2 separate regions of the Rattus norvegicus genome follow, and region 2 is linked to region 1. A link is a contact called in public Hi-C data. All regions are on one chromosome and are shown on one strand. The core of a region is the stretch at or near the end of the contact, and the rest is flanking DNA. Distances in the headings are between cores, read along the strand shown. Region 1 holds the start of Gale (UDP-galactose-4-epimerase). Region 2 overlaps LOC134487012 (a long non-coding RNA gene).

What was found. Hi-C and Micro-C count contacts between places; a contact is called where the count stands out from the background.
Region 2: a contact with region 1 is called in a Hi-C map of liver, with 2.2 times the contacts expected there. The contact joins the enhancer-like site here to the promoter of Gale in region 1. A contact is called at or near these places in 5 of 12 Hi-C or Micro-C datasets (the Rat2 cell line, kidney, liver and 1 more).

Annotation. Positions count from the first base shown.
Region 1 is chr5:153,475,261-153,481,018 of GRCr8, forward strand. It overlaps Gale (UDP-galactose-4-epimerase), which reads left to right and starts at 2,160. Exons shown (of 11, transcript NM_080783.2): 1 at 2,160-2,186; 2 at 3,700-3,825; 3 at 3,926-4,041; 4 at 4,529-4,642; 5 at 4,895-5,071; 6 at 5,316-5,429; 7 at 5,516-5,582; 8 at 5,671-5,756. The coding sequence starts at 3,705. Hmgcl (3-hydroxy-3-methylglutaryl-CoA lyase) reads left to right here. Exons shown (of 9, transcript NM_024386.2): 9 at 1-289.
Region 2 is chr5:153,537,176-153,542,914 of GRCr8, forward strand. The region is part of intron 1 of LOC134487012 (a long non-coding RNA gene); the gene reads left to right. Among named protein-coding and RNA genes, the nearest start is that of Eloa, 9.8 kb to the left of the region's middle. Within about 2 kb of position 1,971, at least 14 of the 93 cell types and tissues checked have an H3K27ac peak or open chromatin away from gene starts, as enhancers often do. A contact at or near this core is called in liver, where this site is marked.

The DNA.
Region 1 (5,758 bases), core at 910-3,409:
CTACATAGAAGGGCTAGAGCTGCCAGCACGCCCGGACCAGCTCCCCAGAGCTGCGTGCCTAAGCACTGCTTGGGCTGGCCCTGGGTGAGTCCACTAGCCAGCAGAGCTGACATCCATGTGCCACGACCGCGGGTCCCATGTTCTACCTCTGAGGACAGCAGCGCCTTTGCTAAAATGGTGGGCTCAATCTGCTGCGGTGGCCGACTGCCAACTCCAGCGTCTCTGGGAAATCTCTGTACGTGATTCTTGAAAACAGCTTATGTAATTAAAGGTTTAATTTTCTAATATCCAACCATGCAAACGTGTGTTTGTTTATAAGTGGAGGAATAAAATCAATCTGAGGGAAGAGTGAAGGCTTTGGCTGGTTCATCTCTGGATTTCTTCCATCTCCACACCTGAGCCCCCAGACCAGTGACTGGAGATCAGAGCTGTGCGTCTGTTCCTGAGACCAACATGGTGGCTGGCCAGGACACCCAAGGAGCTGCTTCTGAGACTGTGTCTGTCCCCAGAGCAGTAAGACGGCTCTTATTGGTCTGTTACTATCTAAGGAAGCTAGACTGGCCAGTGAGCCATCGTCTCTGCTTCCAGAGTGCTAAGATAACAAACTTAGACAATGTGCAGCTTGAAATCATTTTTATTTTTTGAGGGTTTCTCTGGGTAGCCCTGGCTGTCCTGGAACTCTGAAATCCAGGCTTCCCTCAAACTCAGAGATCTGCCTGCCTCTGGCTCCTGAGTGCTGGGATTAAAGGCGTGTGCCAAACCAGCTTTAAAAATTAAGACTTATTTTTAATTATGTATACGCATGGATATGTATACATGTCTGTGTGTGCATATGCAAATACAGGGGATGAGGAGTCCAGAAGAGGGTGTGGGACCACCTGGCACTGTCCACAGCTGAGAGTCATGCAGGCTCGGTGCTGAGAACAGTGCTCAGGTCCGTAGCAAAAGGAGCACCAGCACCGGCTCTTAACTGTTCAGCCTTCTCCCCCACTTAAAACAAATTATATGCTGGAGGTGGGGAGTGGGGAGGACATCACTCGCCTTTAATCCCAGCATTCAGGAAGCAGAAGGCAGGTGGATTCCTGAGTTCAAGGCCAGACTGGTCTATAGAGGAGTTCCAGAACAGCCAGGGCTATACAGACAGACAGACACACACACACACATACCACCCCCATCCCTACCCCCCACCCCGTCTCAAAAAACCAAAGCTAAACCAAACCAATCAACCAAACCAAAGTGTGTGGATGCGGGAGAAAATCCCCACAGTTACAGGGGGTTATGAAGAGCAATAGTAAGTGACCTTAACTGATGGGCTAGCTGTCTTCTAGCCTCATCTTTCATTATTTATCTGTGGCTGGTCTCAAACCCACTGTGTAGAGCAGACTGACCTTGCAACTCACTGAAATCCGTCTGCTTCTGCTTCCCAAGTGCTGGGATTGAAGGCCTGTGCTACCAGGAAAGATTACTTTTTATTTACGTATTTGTGAGAGAATGGCAGGTATGTAAGGTATGTACCTTGAAGGTCAGAAGCGGGCATAGCGTCCCATGGAATGATAGGCGGTATGTGGGTGCTGGAAACAAGACTCTGCAGGAGAAAGGGCTCTGGGCCATCTTTCAGCCTCGCTTTGTATTTTAAACCCAGACCAAACTGTCTTGACAGTGGCGGGTGCGCACACACACCTTTGGGGGAGGGAGGTGGCGGCTCAGCGATGGGCATAGCAATCGCTACCGTGAATTTAAAGGTTCCTTCCCCATCCTGGTTTGTTCCCAGGTGGACTTGGATCCAGGTCGCAGCCCGGGCCAGCTATGCCTTCCAATTAGAGCAGCCCGACAAAGGATTTGACACGTACGGGGGAAACAATGGCCCAAAGTGGAGAGACGCAGCTGTCAGGGCTGGGGACTAGGAAGACCCCAGTCTTGACCGGGTTTCTCCTCCGCAGCCCGCCGGTCACCGGATGGGGTCCGTACCCCTCATTTCCGCCCTCAATGGAAACGCACTGCGCAGTCGCTTAAAGCCTGTGCAAGCCATTTGTCCCTCCAGGGCCGCCGTAGAGTGGGCAACCGAGTACACACGTTTCCTGGAGGGCGTGGAGGAGGCGGGGTCAGGCTGGGCTGTCAGGTCTTAAAGGAGCCGCTGCGCTGGTCGCGGGAGGCGGTGCCTGGAGTCTGCGCTGGATCCTCTGCAGGTTCGACTGGTAGAATGAAGGGCTTAGTGAGCTCGGAAGGGCCAGTGGTTGGTGGGGAGCGAGGGAGTTCCAGGAGGGTCGGTTCGTGTTCGGAACAGGGCCAGGCTCACCCCTTCTGCTCGTGTTTTCCATAGCCATAGTGGGGGCCACCCAAGCCCATTCATTCGGGGCCCCGCTTCCCGAGTCCCAGCTCAGAACCGAAGTCCAGAGCTAAGCTCCGCCTCGCCCGTGGTGTTGAAAGTCAGCACCCGCTCTCCTCCCTTGTACAGACCACGAAAACTGTGGAGGGGACTGCTGACCAAGGTCACCCCCTAGTCGGGAGCGGAGCGACCTCAGAGCAGCCTTTCTGCCTCCAGGGCCCCCTCAGCGCCCGCTTCACCGCGTCCTCGAGCAATGCGGGAACTGTAGAGACCGGGGATCTCACTCAGGCGGTTCTTACTGCTGTGTGACCCCAGACCAGTGACTGCATTCAGGCTCTGATCCTAGTACCAAATGCTAGCTAGTACCTGCCTCATCCAGATGTTGGGAAAATAACGCACAAGTGCGGGGTAGTGATTCCTGGACGCACTTGGATGCAGTGCAGTGGGTTGCAGCAGAATAACCTCAGCAGAAACTTGAGGCAGCTTGGAGAAAGACGGCAGCGAGCCAGGACGTGAGAATGAAAGGCCTCAGTGTGTGGATTTCCTTCCTGTCCGCCCAGCAGTTTGCTTAGGGTGGGGATGCACACCTGGCAGTGGAGTGCGAGGCCAAATCCACGTCGACACGACTCCGTGCTGCCCTAGTTGGGCGGGATCTGTTGCTTCAAGCCAGGAGTGACCCAGCTGAGCCAAAGCTGAGCTATTGGCTGCCCCAGGATGGGGTGAAGCCCTACCCACTCCAGGGCTGTTGGTACTGCAGCCTCAGAACTAGGCACAGCCTTCTTGGCTAAGGACCCCACCCTTGAAGCCGTTTGGTGTTTTTACTGCTTCCTCCCAACTGATCGTTCTCGGGACAGTTGTTGGAGACTAGGTATTAGTCATCAAACCCAGGGACCTTTTTCTCCTGGGAAAAGACCTTAGTTTACAGGGACAGGCCCCTTGGTTGAATCCTAGCCTCCCATCCTGAAGCCACGTTCTTCTGTCTGAGACTGCCCATTCTCCAGACATGGAGGCAGGAAGGGTGGGTCTTCAAAACTCCCTATGTCAACAGGAACTAGACAAGATGGTGTGTCTGACTCCTACGTATACAAGTGGCAGACCTTTAAATCGCTTCGTTGGGACTTCCTAATACATGGTGTGTGTGTAATAATTAGTTCTAGAGATGAAAACTGTGGCCTGGAGAGGGTTCGAAACATCGGCCCCTACGGCCAGAATCTGATAGTTATCTAGTTAGACCCAGGACTCATTCTGGAGCCGCTCCTTAAACTAGGGTCACCACTGAATCCTCCGAGATGAAGTGAAGGGTCCAGCATCTAGCTGGAGTGAGGCCCTGACCGACAGCCTCAGCCACCTCTGAAACTCTGTCTTCTACGCAGGCGCCATGGAGGAGAAGGTGCTCGTCACGGGCGGGGCTGGCTACATCGGTAGCCACACAGTGTTGGAGCTGCTGGAGGCGGGCTACTCGCCTGTGGTCATCGACAACTTCCACAATTCCATTCGTGGTGAGTGGAGCTGGATGGGGATGAGTGAGTGGTGGTTTCTGGAGGGGTTGGATACAGGACCCACTTTTCTAATGTTGAACGCTTCCGCGTGCCCCACCAGGAGAAGACTCCATGCCTGAGAGCCTGCGCCGGGTCCAGGAGCTGACAGGCCGCTCTGTGGAGTTTGAGGAGATGGACATCTTGGACCAGGCAGCCCTACAGCACCTCTTTAAGAAGGTAAGTGCTGGGCTGGAGCAGTGGTTAAGAGCACTGACCCCTTCCAGAGGTCCTGAGTTCAATTCCCAGCAGCCACGTGGTGGCTCACAACCATCTGTAATGGGATCTGATGCTCTCTTCTGGTGTCTGAAGACAGCGACAGGGTACTCATGAACATTAAATAAATAAATAAATCTTAAAAAAAAAAAAAAAAAAAAAAGGGGGTTGGGGATTTAGCTCAGTGGTAGAGCGCTTGCCTAGCAAACGCAAGGCCCTGGATTCCGTCCCCAGCTCCGAAAAAAAAAGAAAAGGAAAAAAAAAAAAAAAGAAAAAAAAAAAAAAAGAAGGTAGGTACTAGCTAGGAATTTAGACCACACCTTTAAACCCAGCACTTGGGAGGCAGGGGTAGGCAGATCTTTGTGAGTTTGGGGCAGATGCTGCTTAGCCGGTAGGAGCAGCATCGCCAAGTCCCGCACAGCATCCCCCGACCCTGGCTTTACCCCTGCAGCACAATTTTAAGGCTGTCATCCACTTTGCTGGGCTCAAGGCTGTGGGCGAGTCAGTGCAGAAGCCTCTGGATTACTACAGAGTTAACCTAACAGGGACCATCCAGCTCCTGGAGGTAAGGGGAAGGGGACACAGACCCCAGCTGGGCCCCAGGCTGTCTGGCATGCTGGCCACAGTAAGGGCCTGTGTGCGAGAGTCAGAGAGGACCCAAGCTGGACTATCTCGGACACATGCCTTTCTTTACCCCCCAGCCTGTTTCTCTCTCTGTAACTGATGCCCTTCGCCTCAGCTCCACCCTCCTCGGGTGGGGTAACAAGTGGGACTTACCCGTGAGGCACAGGCCACTGACCCTCCCCTCCACGGCCAGATCATGAGGGCCCATGGGGTGAAGAGTCTGGTCTTCAGCAGCTCAGCCACCGTGTATGGGAACCCCCAGTACCTGCCTCTGGACGAGGCCCACCCCACCGGGGGCTGTACCAACCCCTACGGCAAGTCCAAGTTCTTCATTGAAGAGATGATCCAGGACCTGTGCCGGGCAGACACGGTGAGGACCCCTCGCCCCACTCTTCGCTCTGTTCACTGCCCCCCTTAAGGCCAGAATTGGCATCTCGGGCACTCTCGGGACAAGGACACAGAGGCTGCCCAAGGTCTCAGCAGCTGGTACGCAGGCACCATCCCTTGCTCATTGGTAGAGAACACAGGACAAACACAGGGAGGTAGACGGCCGTGGGTGGAGTTGGGACTCACTCCGTGCGCCCCGGCTCCACCATCGGACCTGTACCACGCAGGCCTGGAACGCTGTGCTGCTTCGGTACTTCAACCCCATAGGCGCCCATGCCTCTGGCCGCATCGGCGAAGATCCTCAGGGTATCCCCAACAACCTCATGCCCTATGTCTCCCAGGTAGCGGGGCAACCCGGGGTGGGGGTGGGGTGTCTCAGTTTACCATCGATGCCAGGCCTCGGAAGTTGACCTGACCTCTGCCCTAGGTGGCAATCGGGCGACGAGAGGCCCTGAATGTCTTTGGTGATGACTACGCTACGGAGGATGGGACAGGTGAGCCTAGGAGTCGGGGTAAGGAGGGAAATGGGAATGGAAAGGGGGGGAGGAGGACAAACTTCCCATGTGAGCACTTCCTCTACAGGTGTGAGGGATTACATTCATGTGGTGGATCTGGCCAAGGGCCATATAGCAGCCTTGAAGAAGCTGAAGGAGCAGTGTGGTTGCCGGGT
Region 2 (5,739 bases), core at 721-3,220, 62 kb after region 1:
TGTCCCAGGCATGTAAATGGTGTACAGACATACCTGCAGGCAAAACACTCATGGATATAAAATAAACATAAGAAAACAAGTAAGTTATAACTGTCTATAGTTTGTCATAATTAAACTCCTTTGTGCAAATAATATTTGGCAATAAAAATCATTTCAGTAGCATTTCAACATGGATGATTTCTGTTTGCAGTGAAATCTCAAGCTCTTAGAAGAATTTCAAATAGCACAAAATAAGTTAAGAGCTCTTGAATAGCCTGGCAGTGGTGGTATAAGCCTTAAAGCCCAGCACTCAGGAGGCAGAGGCAGGTGAATCCCTGACTTGGAGGCTAGCCTGGTCTACAGAGCTAGTTCCAGGACATCCAAGAGCTACACAGAGAAACTGTGTCAGAAAAACAAAAACAAAACAAACAAACAGAAACAATTCCGCATGGTAAACCATAAGCTTCAGGGCCTTGTCGTGTTATTTTGTTATTTTTGTTTTTGTTTTTCTTTTCCTGCACCTCATGCCTGCAACCACCCAGTGGGAAGGCTTACACTTCCACATCCTAGTTCATCACTGAGGGGAAGTCAGGATAGGAACTCAAGCAGGGCAGGAACCTGGAGCAGGAGCTGATGCAGAAGCCATGGAGGGATGCTGCTTACTGGATTGCTCTTCATGGCTTGCTCAGCCTGCTTTCTTACAGAACCCAGGACTGCCTGTCTATTGGTGCCAGTCATACTGGGCAGCACCCTCCCCCATCAGTCAGTAATTCATAAAATGCCCTAAAGACGGGCTCTGCATTCATCCTTTCACTTTTTAAGAAATCCAATGCTTGGGGCTGGGGATTTAGCTCAGTGGTAGAGCGCTTACCTAGGAAGCGCAAGGCCCTGGGTTCGGTCCCCAGCTCCGAAAAAAAAGAACCAAAAAAAAAAAAAAAAAAAAAGAAAGAAATCCAATGCTTCTTTCTATTTTCTCTTCTTAGTTACAGCTGACAATGGCGTGAGCCGCCATGTTCATGCTGGGACCAAATCTGAGTCCTCTGAAAGAGCACAAGTGCTACACTGAGCCTTCTCTCCAGACCATGAACGCAAGCGGCTCACACATGCTAGGCCACGTGCTTTACCGCTAAGCCATACTCCCTGGCCCATTCTAACATTTATCATGAGATGACTCAGGGTGATGGGCTGGACTCTGGGTCCCCTGAGGTATGCAAACAGCTTAACCCTAACTAAGGAGTCTGGTGTAGTGGATGGGTATAGTACCACTCAAATAAAATAAAATAAAATCCTATCCTTAATCTGACAGTACCCGGAGGAGGATCTAAAGGGCTGGGAACGAATATTCTGTGGAGGGGGCTGGGAGTGTGGCTTGGGTGGTAGTCCTTTGGCTGGCATGCACACAGCCCTGGTTCGGTCTCCAACACTGTCTAAAACTGGTCTTAGTGGTACACACCTATGGTCCTAGAACTCATGAGGTAGAGGCAGGAGGATCAGAAACTTGAAATCCATCCTTGGCTCCACAATGAGCTTGAGGTCAGCCTGGACTACATGAGATTCTGTCTCAAAAAAAAAAAAAAAAAAGTTGGGGAAAAAGAAAGGTTTTTAAAAAATGTATTTATTGGGATTGGGGATTTAGCTGGGTGCGGTCCCCAGCTCCGAAAAAAAGAAAAAGGAAAAAAAAAATAAATACATTTTTTTTCCTTTTCTTTTTTTCGGAGCTGGGGACCGAACCCAGGGCCTTGCGCTTGTTAGATGTATTTACTTTAAATCACGTGTTTTGTGTGTGCATGCTATGTGCGTGTTTAGAAGGCGTTATAATTGGTTGTGAGCCACCTGGCATAGGCGTTTTCCTCTGCAAGAACAGATCCCTCTCTCCTGCCCAAGAAGAAAGTTCTGTAGATACTCACCCACTGCTGCTGGGGAGGATCTGACTGAAAGGCACAGCGGCACCAGGGCTAACCTCAGCAGATTCGATTCAGTCCTGACAGGACTGCCGAGCCAGCAGGCTTGCTGCCACAGAGCCGTGAACGTGACCGGGACAGAAAGAGCTCCAGGCAGTGCAGCACTTGATAAATATTTTGCTCCAGGGAGCACAGGAAGGCTGGAGCTGAGGTAGCAGCGTGTGGGCTCTGTACAGCCCGCTGGCAGTCTTTGTTTGCTCTCACAGCGAGTGGGAGATCCAACCAATTGTCAGTTTTAAATCAGGCGCTTTCACAACTTCCCTTGAAAACCAGTCCTATCTGGCTGGGCTGGGGCAGGGGTAGCCTTCTAACTCTGTGGTTTCATCTACTCCCCCCACTCCTGATGCTCACATTTGTAGTTCCGTAAACATGGGAGAGTTCTTGTGTGCGTGTGGTGTGTGTGTGTGTGTGTGTGTGTGTGTGTGTGTGTGTGTGTGTGTGTGTGTGTGTGTGTCTGTGTGTCTGTGTCTGTGTGTGTCTGTGTGTGCATCAGCAGCATAGTCCCTGCCTCACACAAGTGGAACGAATAGAAAGACCATGAAGAAGAAATGAAAGTAACAGAATTACTCAGCACCTGAAGCAAAAACCCTGGGCTGGTAGAAAGTCAGTAGAGACCCAGGCTGCCCAAGTCAGAAGTTGGGACTGTCCTGGTCCCCCTACCCCCAACACACTCGCAACCACTGATCCGGTTGACTGTGCCTTCCGAAGTCCCCTGGAAAGCCCCCTCCCCCCATCCCCTTGTTGAGGCTCTCACTTTCTCTCTTGGATCAATGTGCCCATTCACCCTTAAGGCCACCTCTGTCCAGGCCCCACTCCTCTCCAGCAGAGCTGTTAATTCAGATTCTCATATGCAAATCAAAATGAAGTCCCTCAGGGCCCCCTGGGCCTGAGAGCCCCTGTTCTCCGAGGCTCCAGCAGCCCAGAATCACCCTGGGAGCCTGGCCACTGCTCTCAACACCTGTCCTTCAGCCTTGAGGTTCACAAGGAAGACTTAAGGTTTTTGTCTTGTTCTGTTTTGTTTTTGAGACAGGGTCTCATTTAATCCAGGCTGGTGGCATCAAACTCTGTGTATCTGAGGACTATCTTGACTTCCTGGTCCTCCAGCGGCCCAGCCTCCCAAGTGCTAGGATTGCAAGCTTGACCAAAACAGCCATTGGCCAGAAACACCTTTGTTTTTCAAGACAGGGTTTGTCTGTGTAGCCCTGGCTGTGCTGGAACTCTGTAGAACCAGCTGGCCTCAAACTCACGGAGACCCACCTGCCTCTGCCTCCTGAGTGCTGGGATTAAGATATGCACCACCACCACCCAGTTAGGACTTTAATTTTTTAAAATATGTGTGTGTTTGGTATATGTGTGTGGGAGTGCACATGCATATGCGTGTGTGTGTGTGTCTGTGTGTCTGTGTGTGTCTGTGTGTGTGTGTGTGTGTGTCTGTGTGTGTGTGTCTGTGTGTGTGTCTGTGTCTGTGCATACAGGCATGCATTCATGCCATAGGACTCTTAGGAGTTAAGAATTATCTTGCAGGGGGGTTGGGGATTTAGCTCAGTGGTAGAGCGCTTGCCTAGCAAGCGCAAGGCTCTGGGTTCGATCCCCAGCTCCGAAAAAAAAGAACCAAAAAAAAAAAAAAAAAGAATATCTAGTAGGATTCAGTTCTCTCCTTACAGCATGTGGGTCCTGAAAATCAAATTCAGGTCATCAGGCTTGGCGCCCAATTCCTTTAAACTTTGAACCTTCTCTCCAGACCCTCTGGCTTCTTCTTCTGAGAGAGAGAGAGAGAGAGAGAGATGCTAGGTGGTTGTGGCACACACCTTTAATTCTAGATTTTGGGAAGCATTGGCAGGTGGATATCTGAGTTCAAGGACAGGCTGATCTATAGATCGAGTTCTAAGAAGGGTACACAGAGAAACCCTGTATTGAAAATGCCAAAAAGGGTTGGGGATTTAGCTCAGTGGTAGAGCGCTTGCCTAGCAAGCACAAGGCCCTGGGTTCGGTCCTCAGCTCCGGAGGAAAAAAAAAAAGAACACTGAATGCTCTTCCAGAAAATGTGCTCCTCCCCCCCCAAAAAATGAGTGGGCCTGGCTGGAGGGATGGTGGAATGGTACCTCTGTGGCTAAGAGTACTGGTTTGCTCTTTCAGAAGACATGGACTCAATTCCTAGGATCCACAGAGAGGCTCACAAGCATCTTGAATGACAATGAGGACATGACCGCTCCTATGTGTGGTTGAGAAGGATTTTTGTGTAGATATGAGGGTGAGAACATCCAGGGGCCTCTGAAAGGCTCCAGACTGAACATGGCCAGCAGACTGATCAGGGCCATGAGAGGAGGAGGTGGGAGGAGAGTGAGAGAGGAAGAGAAAATAGGGACCAGAGAGGAGCCCAGGAGAGAGGGAAGAACCAGGAGGAATCATGGGAGTGAGAGAACCAAGAGGCTAAGGAAGCCCATGGCCAAAAAGCTGGGGGGAAAGAAGCCCAGGAGGTGGAGAGGTTTGGGGTAGGGGGTAGGGCTGAGAAGAGCAGAGGAGCAGGGCCTCTGGAAACTGTACTTGCAATGATAGAGGAGCCTGGCAGCCATCATCAGCTTTCACAGGATACTAGGCACCTCTGTTAGCCATTTGTCCTGGGTTTCTTTGGGACCTAACGTGTCTGTAACTCCAGCTCCAGGAGTTGGAGGGCTCAGCTTTGTGTTCCTGCTGTCCCAGGCACAGGGCGGGCACATGGTTCACAGACATACATGTGTGCAAAATACTCCCACATAAATTAAAAATATTTCGAAGTTACGTCTACATGTATTTATCTTGTGCGAGATACAGGTGTGCACCACACATGCATACGTCGTGCAGAGGTCATGTTGCAGGAGCTGGTTCTGTCTTTCTCCGAGTGAATTCAGGGATCAAACCTGGGCCCTCTGGCTTGTGGGCAAGCACCTTTACCTGCTGTGCCAGTTTGCCAGCTTCATTCCTGCGGCTGTGCATAGGTGCTGAGGATGTGAACTCGGGTCCTCACGGACAGGTACTTTATCGACTGAGCCAGTCCCAAGGCTGTTAATTTTTAAAGCTCCCTAAGTGGTTCAATATACAGACCAGGCAGAAAGCCACTGTGCCCAGGCTATAGTATAAACTTTTGGAGGAATTTTCAGCAACTTCACATTACCCAGTGTTTACTTCAGCAAATACCAAGTCCCTGCTGGGTACCAGATCCTCCCTTGACCTGCCTGAAGCTGCCATGACAAATACTGTTTAGGCTTCTCATGGGGCCTGCACCCTATCACAGGGTTCTGTGCCAATTTCCATCTTCAGAGAAGACAACAAAGGCCCCATCTCAGAGCTAAGCTGTTTAACAACTCAATAGCTTCAGGAAGTCCCTGAAATTGACCACATTCTATAGCACTATTCTTCCCCCAAGCTTTTAGAAGCAAAAAGGATGGTGGGAGATAATCTCAGAAAAGTCTAGCCACCTGGAGAAGGCTCTTCCTAACTATCCCAGATGCCTGCAAGTTGTGCAGTGTACCCCAGGTTTCTAGAGCTGTGATTCATGCTATGGTGGGCTTTGGTGAGGCAGATGAGTCATTCCCAAATAAAACTCATTAATACCTAGGCACGGTGGCACATGCCTTTAATCCCAGCACACAGGAGGCAGAGGCAGGCAGATCTCTGTGAGTTCAAGGCCAGCCAGGTCAACATTTCGAGACCATATCTCAAAACAAACAAACAAACAAACAAACAAACCAAAAGAACAACAGCAAACGCAATCTCATTGGTTCATGTACTTGGAGTTGAGAGCTTCCTTATTGCTGTAGTC